2 separate regions of the Sus scrofa genome follow, and region 2 is linked to region 1. Evidence: chromatin contacts called from public HiChIP or PLAC-seq data. All regions are on one chromosome and are shown on one strand. Each heading gives the region's core, a stretch centred on a gene start, on an enhancer-like site or on the middle of the called end of the contact. The rest is flanking DNA. Distances are from core to core; before and after follow the strand shown.

Region 1 (5,560 bases), core at 2,736-5,235:
GGAAGGCTCTCGAAGGGGTCCTGGGACTGGTGTTGAGGCCCTATTGGGTGCCCAAGCTCAGCACTGTTAACTCCCAGTAAAGCAAGGGCTGCTAGCCTCTCATGGATATTTAGAGTCCTGCTGGAGGGGCAAGGCCAGAGCAACCAGAGGACAATTTAGGGAAGTCGGAGGAGGGAGTCAAGCCTTTTACATGCTGGCAGCTAGGGAAGGCTTCCTGGAGGAGGCAGCATGAAAAAAGAGGCAGGATTTGGGGGGATAGAGGAAACCAGGAGGAAGGAACCAAAGCAAAGGCTTGTGGGAGGGAGGAGCCTGGGGGGAGGGGCACAACTATGCAGGAGAGCCCCGTGGGATGAGACACTCTGTGCACTGCCAGCCTGGCCGAGGGTGTCCAGGCAGCAGCCGGGGGCTCTGTGAGTGTCAGCAAGCCCCAGTGTGAAGCTGCCAGGCCAGGCCGTAACCCCAGGTCACAGTAACCACTTGGCCCGTTCAGTTCCTGGCACTCGCTTCTCGCCATTGCAGGCCAAGACTGTTTTAATCCAGAACTAAAACTTCTACCTTAAGAGTAGGGAGCTCCCTGACAGCCTTGGGCCTTAGGCAGTCTTGGGCAGCAGGCAGGTAGGGCCATTGCACCTGTTAGGAGGCTCCAGACGCCAGGGTTTCACTGTAGCAGACAGCGTGGGGCCTGACATTTGAGGTGAGACCCTCCCCCCCACCGCCCCTTTCCTGACCCATCCAGTGCCTTGTGGGAGCGGCAGGTTCCAGGTGCCCACTTCCAGTGTCCCACTCAGCCCCTCCTGGTGGATCAGCTGCTTCCAGGAGCCATGTGGAGATGCTCTCCATATCCGCACATAGCCTGCATCGCTGCTGCTGTCTCACAGCCTCTTCCTCCCGCAGCAGCCCTTCAGCCTGCAGAAGAAGGGTTACTTACACATGATGCCTGGGGCTGGACAGATTCACAAAGTAACCTCCACAGCATTTACCTCCCCTTCCTCTGCAGAAGCCCCATTCCTCCTCTCCCAGCACATTTTTTCTGGCCAGCCTTGAGGGGTACGGCAGGAGACAGGAAGTCTGAAGCCAGCATCTTGCCTGGCTGCGGGCCTCAGTGTCCTCATGTGGTCCAGGGGTGTGGTCAGTATCCCCACCAAGCAGCAGGGTTCATGGCGCCTCCCGTTCTGCTCCCACAGTCCCTGGGCTTCTGAAGGTTGCGTGCAGGTCCAGGACTGGAGAGAGCCTGGGAAACATTTGGGGGCGGACTGGGGCAGGAAGAGAAGATGGGTTGCTGCTCAGAAGTAGGGGACTTGAAGGTGCAGTATTGGAGGCATCTGAGCTGCAGGATCCCCATCCCTTGCTCCAGCTCTGCCTTCAGCTGGCCCATCCTTCCACCCTTCTGACAGCTTCCTCACCCTTAAATTAGGGGGTTAAAAGTGATTGCATAGGTCCCTTTCAGCAATTTGTTATCCTAAAGCAGACATTCTGTGCATACAGACAGTGCCTGTTAACTGCCGCTGCTGCTGGTGAGTTGACCAAAAAAGAGCAGATGCTCCCCACGTGGAGGGGTCTGCAGTCCTAGCCATTCCTCCCCTCCCTCCTGGTTGGGGTAGGGAGTCAGCGCCTGCCTTGTGGGCAGAGCAGCCTGCAGGGGGTGCCGGCACGCAAGGCAAGCCTCACCTGCCTGCAGGCCCCTCCCAGTCCAGCCCAGCACCTTGGGTCCTCTGCGTTTTCCCACAAGGAAGATTTCAGCCATACAATGGTGACTCTGCCACAGTCACCCTCTGGTGTTGCAGTTTCCAGCCTCTGTGGGGCCCCAGCCCTGAGACAAGACACCTCTGGTCTGGGAGTCCCTTCCAGACCCCCAGGGTGGGCCTGCATAGTGCCATTCCCCCAGGGTCTAAGGGTTCCTGTCAGGTGTCTGGCTGAGAGCACTGTCCTTTTCCCCCTTCCAGGACGGCAGTCACTCTGCAGGCATTTATCGTGCACTGGCTGTGTGCAGATACTGTGCACCCTAAGTACTCATTAGACTTTTGCAAGGTGGGCATTATTAGTTCCATTCTACATGTGGCTAAAGAAAGTGATAGAAAAGGCGGGGGAAGTGCTAGAAAGCTTAGGAAATACACTTGAAGTCACACAGACACTTGAAGTCACACAGCCAGTCAGTGGTAGAAGCGGAGCTGGACCCCAGTGCCTCCCCACCCCCATTGCCCTATACCACACCTCCTCAGACTGTCCTGCTGCCCAAGTGCCTCTATTGGCTGGAGGGGTATTTGTTTTGGGCATGGGGCAGGACCAGGTAGAAGGTAGAAAGTAAGTGGGGGAAAATGAGATAAGAAGATGCCTTTCAGATGACTCGATTGGTGCCTCCTCCCCTGCAGATAGAACAGTGGCCATGTGATCTCTCCATTGTCATCTTATGGCTGAAAGAATCTGGAGATGGTTTCCAGACCTGAGCTCTGGTTACTCAGGGTCTGCTGCTCCCTGCCTGTCAGTGGGAACAGGGGGCAGAGGTGTCCCTCTCCACCAGGCTGTCCCCGGCTGGCCTCAGCTTCTCTTCCGTGGCCATCCCACCCACTAGTTTCCAGCCCAGAACCATCGTGATTCATGAAAAAAGTCAAAGGGAACTCAGGTCAGTTTGATTTGCTCCACTTGGCAGTCCCAGGGGCTGGAGGCTGCAACTCTGAGTTACAGTGGGTCCTGTTGAGTGGGCGCTTCTGATGCCCTGGGCACATGGGCATCTGTGAGTGCCCCTTTGTTGGCAGCTCCATGGTCAGGGGCAGTTTAAGTCTCCTATGACAGGCCCTGGCCACAGAGGAAGTGGATCATGTCTCAGATGAGGCTTCAAGCCTCTGTCACCTGTCTAAGCCAGAGGAAGGAGTGGCGGCATCTTCAACTAGTTGGTCCACTCCTCACTGCCCACCAAGCCTGAGAGGACAGGACATGAGGCCCGCAAAGTCAAAAGGAAGACAGAGCATGCACGCCTGCATGCTGTCTCATTTCTGACATTCTAAATTATTAAGAAGTGAGGACCCTGGGGTGTGAGCCGAGGCAGCCTGGTTGCTCAATCCCAAAGGAGCCCTTCTAAGGTTTCCCCGGCACCCAGCCCAGAGTGTCACTCCGGAGAAGGAGCCACACTGTGAAAAGCCTTCTTCCCTGCTGCTGCCATGCCTTGCCTTTTTTTTTTTTTTTTTTTTAAACTTCCCTTCCCCACCCCCAAGCTTGATTTATTATGACCCCTATGCATTTCAGCAGCTGTGGCTTCATTTCAGAATCTGGTTAAGTAGCCCAGAGTTCAAAACAGACAAAGTCGGAAGAGGGGCTGCGGGAAGGCGAGGGACACTTACTACAGCTCTTTCCCCTGTGCGCCTCTGTGGCCCGGGGTGCGTGCACATCCTCTCCCTGTAATCGTGGTGTGACCACGCAGACACTGTGGCTCTTCTGCCTTATAAAAGGGAAGTTCAAAAACATACTGTGCTGGTGCATTGCCCCGGGTGCCCCATTCCTCTCCCTCCAGCCCCGACAGAAGAGGCAGCCTGCTTGAGAGCTGGTTGGAATGAGAACCCCATGGGGGCAAGATGGCTGGAGGCTGACTGAGCTTAACAAGCACCTATAGAGCACCCGCTGTATACCTAGGGGGCAGAGCGCTGGGGTGGGGCTTCAGAGAAAGGAGTGTAGATGGTCTCAAGGCCCTGTCTCTCCCTGCCATCTGTCCCCAGGCCCCCACCTCTGTCAACCTACCCTTCCTGGCTGGCACAGCTTTGCTGTACTCAGACCAGACGAAGTATCTTTGTAAAGTACCCCATCCCTGTCTTCGAGGAGCTTCTGGCTTCGCCAGCCCCCTCCTTGCTGTCAGGCTCCCAAATGACCCCAGAGGGCTTGCTTGCAACAGTTTGTTCTCTGGACTTTGTGTTTTCCCCGTCGTCTGCCCTACCCTCCCAGCGCCTCCTGGCTCTGGCCCCAGCGCCAGCCCCTGTCTGTCCCTGCAAACACAAGTCAGCTGTGTGTGCAGACAAAGCCATGCGTCGCCGTGGGGGCCGGGCCTGCAGAAGGGACATTTCCAGGGAACTCTGGGGGCGGCGGCTGGGAGGGCAGAGGCGACTGTCTGATAGCAGGGACTCGGCGTCACTGTCTAGGGGACTTGGCCAGGCCCCAGGGGCCAGTGGCTGTGGGTGGTGACTGGGAGAGGCAGCCAGGCTGGAAGAAATCTGCTGTGTGAGAAGTGTAGGAAACGGGCTGGAGAGGAGAGATAACAGCCTGTTCTCTGTGTGTCTGCGTCTGCCGGCGAGGGTGGCTGGAGCCAGGCGGTCTGAGGCCGTATCTAGTGAGATTTTTGTCCTGGGTTGTGAAAGTGACCTATGGAGCCAGCAGCAGGGTTCAGGGCCTGGGAGAGAAGACGTGTGACCCTGCCCTCCCTCACCCTTGTCTTGTGTTCCTGTCAATGTTCCTCTGTCCCCTCTTGCCAGACAGTGGGAGAAGGGGAGGGGCGCGGCAAGAGGGGACATTCTTCGTACAGGGCACATGGTTAAGGCCTGGGTTTCGGTCTCGATTGTATCAGTGATTTGACCTATGAACTCAGATATATCCCCTAATCTCGCTGGCTCTTGGTCTCGTTGGCTCTAAAAGGGGGATTATTTATATCTACCCTGTGCATTGTGCGGGGTGGTTGGAAAGTTCTTATGAAATGAGGCTGTGAAGATAGTTTGTAAACTGTAAAGTGCCACCTAAACAGAAGGAGCTGTGATGGTTGGACTGGTGAATGCTGAGGCTGCCAAAGACAGAGCCGGGCTAGAGGAGCCTGGCGGGGGCAGCAGGAAGGAGCAGGGGCCCCAGGAGGTTCTGGGGCGGTGGTGGGTCATGGCCCCACCAAGAGTGGGCCCTGCGGGAATCGGACCTGGGGCAGGGAGGGAGGCCATGGAGGCTCTCTGGGATGTGGGTGTTGGTCTTGGGTTTATTGAGCAGAGTGTGGCCTGGCTTGGGTACACACGTCTCCCTTGGGAGACAGGAGAGCTTATGAGGCCCTCACCCATCAGGGGCTGAGGATGCTTGCCTGGCCTGGAGGATGAAGTCCCACGAGCTGTAGAGGAACAGAGGGAACTTTGCTTTCCTTCCTCAACTCCGCTGCCCATGGAGGCCAGGTCACCCCGTCCTCTTACCCGCTCCCCATCCAGACCCAGAAATCAGCCGTCTCTGGTGTGGAAAGTGTAAGAAGAAGCTGGCGGGCTGCTAGGCTGAGAGAAGCTGAGCTATTTAAAGCGTGCAGCGCCCGGGGGGCATGAGCGCCACCCACCCCCCAGGCCCTCTCAGGCATCTGGCTTTCTCTTCCTTGGCTGGATCCCAGGCCCCCAGGGCACCCAGAGGGCCACAGGTCAGATGCCAGGGGCTCTGGGAAGCTGCAGGCGGCAGCTCCTAGGGCTGGCACAGGAGGGCGGCTCCACCTCACCTCGGATTGGGTTCCCTCCTCCGGGCCTCCGGGCTGACTTGGCGGGGCCACACAGACTCCTTGGCTCCCTGTGCCTTATAAAGGGGGCTGGGGACTCTGGGGACATGTGGGGAGCTTAGAGTAGGAATG
Region 2 (5,969 bases), core at 3,326-5,825, 460 kb after region 1:
GAAGAGATGACTGTAGACTATAACAAGTAAGTATCAGGAGAAGAATCTTAAGTAGGTATTATGGATCCAATTGTATCGTCCCAAAAGACATGTTTAAGGCCTAACCCTTGGTACTTCCAGATGTCACTTATTTGGATACAGAGCTGTTGCAGACATAATTATTTAAGATGAGGTTACACTGGAGCAGGGTGGGCACTTAATCTAATATGACTGGTGTTCTTATGAGAAGAGAGACAGAAACATACAGGGAGAAAATGGCCATTTGATGACAGAAGCAGAAGCTGAAGTGATTCATCTGTAAGCCAACTAATGCCAAGGAATGACAGCAAACATCAGCAGCTAGAAGAAGAAAGCAAGTATTATACTTCTACAGGTTTCAGAGGAAACGTGGCCTTGCTGATATCTTGGTTTTGCACTTTTAGCCTCCAAAACTGTGAGCCTGTGATAAATATCTATTGTTTTAAGCTCCCAGTTTCTGGTACGTTATTACAACAGCTGTAGGAAACCAATACAGTGGGCAAGGTATATCCATTCAACTAGAGATGATGAGATTATACATCATCACAGCCCCTTCCCTGTGGGCTTAGGGGACCTCCTCCTCCTCCTCCTGACACCTGGTTGACAGCTGAGGTGACAACAGCAGCAGCAGACAGGCCATCCTACCTACATCAATTTCATCATTACTTAAAATGGAAGACTCCAAACAGGAAGAAAACTTAAAGACCTCTTAGCTGTCCTCAACTACTTTCCTCATTACTCATCAAGAACAGTCTTAGAACAAAGCAGAATGAGGTTTTCCAAAAATGTTCTCCAAACTCTACCTTCACATTCAAACCACAGATTTTAAGTATTCTTGCTCTCTTCTTAGAGTACTTCAGTTGTTTCCAAGAACATACAACTTGAAACAATATAAAGAAAACAAAAAACAAAAATACCAGCCCTAATCGTTTCTGAAATGGCAAGACTTAACACATGAAGTATATTCAAAATCTGCTGTACAAATTGTTGTCCAGAAAGGAAAGCAAGTTTCCCTTCACACTTCCACTGCTTACAGGTGCTGACTTATTGTGAATCCAAGTGATTCTGGCTGCTTTCAAAATAATTCTTCGTTTAAAGAATGCTTTGATGTTTATAAATCTATCATTCCAACATAAAATCGATTTATAAAGGTAAAAATGTGGCTTTAATAATTTGCAGTTGTGGCTTCTGTGATTCAGATGGTAATCATCTCAGGACAGACCACCATCAGAGCAGAAACTTGGAGAAGACAAGGGAACAGGGAAGGGACAGGGATGCTCCTGGGCTCTTCCAGTTACAAGGCCAAAGCTCAGAGGTACCAGTAGAGGAGGGAACATTTCAGTGTTCAAATGGCTGCCAATTTTACCATTGCCCTTTTTATTTATTAACTTTCTTTTTCATCCATTATTCATTCTGATAGGTGGTAAGAAGAACATTGATGGTGAAAGGCTCATCTCCATAAATTCTTTAAAAACCGCCCGTGTACTACAATTGCCAAATTCAACAGAAAAAAGATATCTTTTTGACAAATGTTGCTGGAAAAATTACATATCCACATGCAAAAGATGAACACTGATTCATACTTTGTACCATATGTGAAAATGAACTCAAAATAAATTACACACCTAAAGATCACACTTGAAACTATTAAATTTCTACAGAAGAAAACAATGGAGAAAATTTTTGTAGTCTTGGGTTAGGAAAAGGGTTCTTAAGTAGATATCGAAAGCATGACTCATAACAGAAAAAAATGATAAATTGGACTCCATCAAAATAAAAAAAAAATCTGCTCTTTAAAAGATGCTGTTATGGGAAAAGACAAGCCACTGACTGGTAGATATAGCTTTGCAAAACACACACCTGTGTGCTTTATATCCAAAACATGTATGAAGAACTCTCAAAAGTCAAAAATAAAAAACCCAAAGAACCCAATAAAAAGGGGCAAAAGATATGAACAGACATTTTGGCAAAGAAGTTACATGAATATAAGTTAAATGAATATATGAATATAAAGAGTTACATGAATTATAGGCATATGAAGAAGTTATATGAATACAAAGAGCACATGAAAAGTTGCTCAATGTTTTTAGTCATCAAGGAAGTGCAAATTAAAAGCACAATGAGATATCACTATGTATTTATTAGAATAGCTTTTACAAAAAGATAATATTAGTTATTGGTGAAAATGCATTGCTAGTAGGAATACAAAATGGTATTATCACTTTGGAAAAGAGTTTAACAGTTTCTTTATAATATACACTTATCATATAACCCAAAGACAACATCTTAGGCATTTACCCAAAAGAAAACTTACATTCACACAAAATTCTTCACACATACTTATAATAATTCATGCATAAATGCCCCCAAATGAAAACAATCCAAATGTCCTTCAAATGATAAATGGATAGACTATAGTATCCATACAATGGAATACTAGCCAGCAATAAAAAGGAATGGTCTAACAAAACAGATGAATATCCAGACTCAAAAGACTACATCTCAGACGGTTTCACTTACAAGGAAACCGAATAAGGTTTGGGTGGCTGGAAGGGTATGACTATAGAGTTGTACAGGGGAATCTTTAGGGAGATAAAACTTATCTTGATCATGATAATAGATATGTATTTGTCAACTCAACAAGGTGAAACTTTCGGTACATAATAAAGCAATTTTTATACTGTCCTAAAAAATTAAAAACAATCACCTATGGAAATATTAGCTTTTGCTAGTCAAACATACCAAATGGATTCAAGGGAAGAAGAAAATTAGGTTATAGATTCCGGGCTCAGTTCTATATATCCTGTTCAAGCACAGATCATTTGTCTTAGTAAAAACCTTTACTATCGAGCCCTTTTTAAAGTTTCTTGTTCCATGCCATCATCAAAAATGTCCTACTATTCCCAAATAAGTACTACTATCTGCTGAGAACAAAAACCAAGTATTTCCTGCTCTGACAGAAACTGACCATCTCACCAAAAATGAATTATACTGAAGTTAGATATGTTACCGAGAAAAGCTTACCACACATTGAACAGTACAGCAATGGTTCATTCCCTATCAATCCGTGCACTGGCCCCAAAGAAACAAAAGGCTTATTAGAGAAGAACTATTTCTAGAGGTCTTAATGGAAGTCAGAGGAAAGAGTCGATGAAACACTAAATATTTAATTCAAAACACTCAGTATACTTGGTTTGGGAGCTTGGGACATATGCCTTATAATTAATAAAACAGATTTCCTCCATAAGAATCTACATTCTATCTTTTAACAGATAAAACTCTAGAACAAGAGAGAGTAAATGATAGAGCCAAGCAGAAAAACTCAATAACCTATATGCAGAAATAAATAAAAGACAAAAGAGAATGTTTTTATGTTACAAATATATAAGAAAATACAGAGTTTAAATAACTAGAGTCATTATTTTTAAAAAACCACTGACTTCACTAATGCTACTTTAAAAATGCTATTATTCTTTTAGGTCTTTTAGATGGACAGCATACCTCAGAATAACATATTGCCTTTTGAGAAGTTTGAGGAACCTTAAGATTAGCCTAATTATTACATCGTTTAAAGAAGCATTTCCTAATTTTCACCTTAGTTATTTATTGATGAAGGTATGTATGCATGTACTTATTTAAAGCAATGGAGGGAGTTCCCGTCATGGCGCAGTAGTTAAGGAATCCGACCAGGAACCATGAGGTTGCGGGTTTGATCCCTGCCCTTGCTCAATGCGTTAAAGATCCAGCGTTGCCGTGAGCTGTGGTGTAGGTTGTAGACGCAGCTCAGATCCTGCATTGCTGTGGCTCTGGCGTAGAGTGGCGGCTACAGCTCCGATTAGACCCCTAGCCTGGGAACCTCCATATGCCACGGGAAGCGGCCCTAGAAAAGGCAAAAAGACAAAAATAAATAAATAAATAAATAAGGCAATGGAAACCCTTTCTTTCTTCCTCTCTCCCTCCCTTCCCTCCTTTCTCTCTCCCTCCCTCCCTCTCTGCTATTCCTGTGGCATGTGGAAGTTTCTAGGCCGGGGTTTGAACTGGAGACACAGCAGCAACCCAAGCTGTTGCAGTGACAACGCTGGACCCTTAACCCACTGTGCCACAAGGGAACTCCTGAAAACCCTTTCTTCAAATGAAAGCTGATGTGCAACAAGGAACAGAGAACTAGCAGAGCAGTGCTGCTATGGGAGGAGTAAAGTTGCCTGAGAGCCCTGGTGGCTCGTGTGGCTGCCACCAAGAAAAACAGGAAATCAACAGGAGAACAAAACACAAAATTCAAACGCAGAATCGTAGCAGCTTGGGATTTGAGAAGGGCCTCACGGCTCTTTGCTTTCCATCAATCTTCTACGCTGTCTCCAAAGGTACATAACCACTGCTCAATAGCTTAAGTTACCTCAGTGTTTTCCCAGGTTAAGCTGAAACATAGGTCATTGTTATACTGTTCTATGTGAAAGACACTGAAATATATGAAAGCAACCACACCCCTTTTAGTTATTAGCGTCAGCATGCCCCAAAACAGAGCAGGGTGGGGTGAATCTATTTGTGTCCAGTTCCTTTGAGTTAGTGGCAGTCTAGATCCAAAGATAATGACATTAAACAGCCATTAAAATGTCTCACACTGTACTAGCACATCTAGAGCTAAAAAATTACCGGAAGAACCTCAGTCAAAGTCTAAATGTAGGTTGGGGTACTCATGAGAAGTGAAAAAGGCCACATCGACATGGTTCCTAAAACAGTGTCTGTATGTGATTTTACTTTTGCTAACAGGGAAAGGAACAGAGGTTGCACAAAAGTTCAGAAGTAAACATTGATATAAAATAAAAAGCAAGCAATTCTTCTATAATCACAGGCAGTTCTAAATATTACCAAAATTCTTGTCAGACCATTGATGTTTTTTCACCATATGTATGATTTTCCTATTCCCCTACCTTTACCTGTTGAAATATTATGCATACTTTCTCAGCTTCTGCCATGTACTGCATGGAGTCTTTCACTTTATCCTAGGTCAGAATTACGCCTCTCTTCCTTCTATATCCCTCAGCACTTTGAACAATTTATCACTTTCTGCCTCATTACAGTTAGCCCTAGAGAAATTCTGTTGGACTAAAACTAAATTTCTTATTCATAAATGGTACTTTTACATTTTTTTTTTTTGGTACTCAAGATACTTAAATGTGGGCATTAAGGACCCACATAAATGCAAAAATGGACAGATCAGTTAGGTAGTGTGGGGATTTCTAGTTGAGATTCAATTCAATATCCAAGAATGTATTTTCACAGAACAGCTGGATTTTTAAAAAAAATCCACTGTAGCTTTATAAAACAGCTTATCTCACTCCAAATGCCATATGAGTAGCAACATTTTTTTATTCATTCCAAAAATATTTACTAAAACCTACTTTGTGAAAGCACTGTGCTGGGTACATAAGCACAGAAAAAGAATCAAGGCTAGATGCTCTTCTAGGCAGAGAAATATGTGCTCTGATGTCAAGTGCATTATTTGAGGATTTCTCTTCAGTGTTCCCCTAAGAGCCTTTCACTCTGGAAGCCACTGTTGTCCCACTCTTCCGGTATGGTAGCTGTGCTACCATCATCTCCTCTAGTTTTTTGTTTTCCAGGAAGTAGAAAAAATACAACTATTCGTTGTTCTCCAGGTATCCATTTTTCTCCTTCTCTGGCAACAGACTTTTATAGCAGAGCACATGGCTGCAATGATTAAAAACTCTATTTCTCAGCTTCCCCTGTTGCTACATGTGGTCAGGTGATTAAATTCTGGCTTAAGAGATATTGAGGCCGCTTCAGAAAACCTTCCTTCCTTCCTTCCAGAGTCACCTGGAGCCTTAACTCACCTTTTATTCTTTGTCTCCTCCATTCTGGGGCTTGAACTCAGATGCTAACTGGGACCCTTACCAGAAAGCTCAGCCCCTAGGGGTGGTGGCGGTACAATGAAA

What was found. HiChIP or PLAC-seq counts read pairs in DNA pulled down with a chosen protein or histone mark.
Region 2: a contact with region 1 is called in an H3K27ac HiChIP or PLAC-seq map of alveolar macrophages. The contact joins two enhancer-like sites. A contact is called at or near these places in 2 of 2 datasets of contacts at active chromatin or transcription factors (alveolar macrophages and skeletal muscle).

The regions. Positions count from the first base shown.
Region 1 is chr1:98,371,811-98,377,370 of Sscrofa11.1, forward strand. The region is part of intron 9 of CTIF (CBP80/20-dependent translation initiation factor); the gene reads left to right. Among named protein-coding and RNA genes, the nearest start is that of TRNAD-GUC, 150 kb to the left of the region's middle. Within about 2 kb of position 3,986, at least 51 of the 83 cell types and tissues checked have an H3K27ac peak or open chromatin away from gene starts, as enhancers often do. A contact at or near this core is called in alveolar macrophages, where this site is marked.
Region 2 is chr1:98,835,371-98,841,339 of Sscrofa11.1, forward strand. The region is part of intron 13 of DYM (dymeclin); the gene reads right to left. Among named protein-coding and RNA genes, the nearest start is that of DYM, 190 kb to the right of the region's middle. Within about 2 kb of position 4,576, at least 5 of the 83 cell types and tissues checked have an H3K27ac peak or open chromatin away from gene starts, as enhancers often do. A contact at or near this core is called in alveolar macrophages, where this site is marked.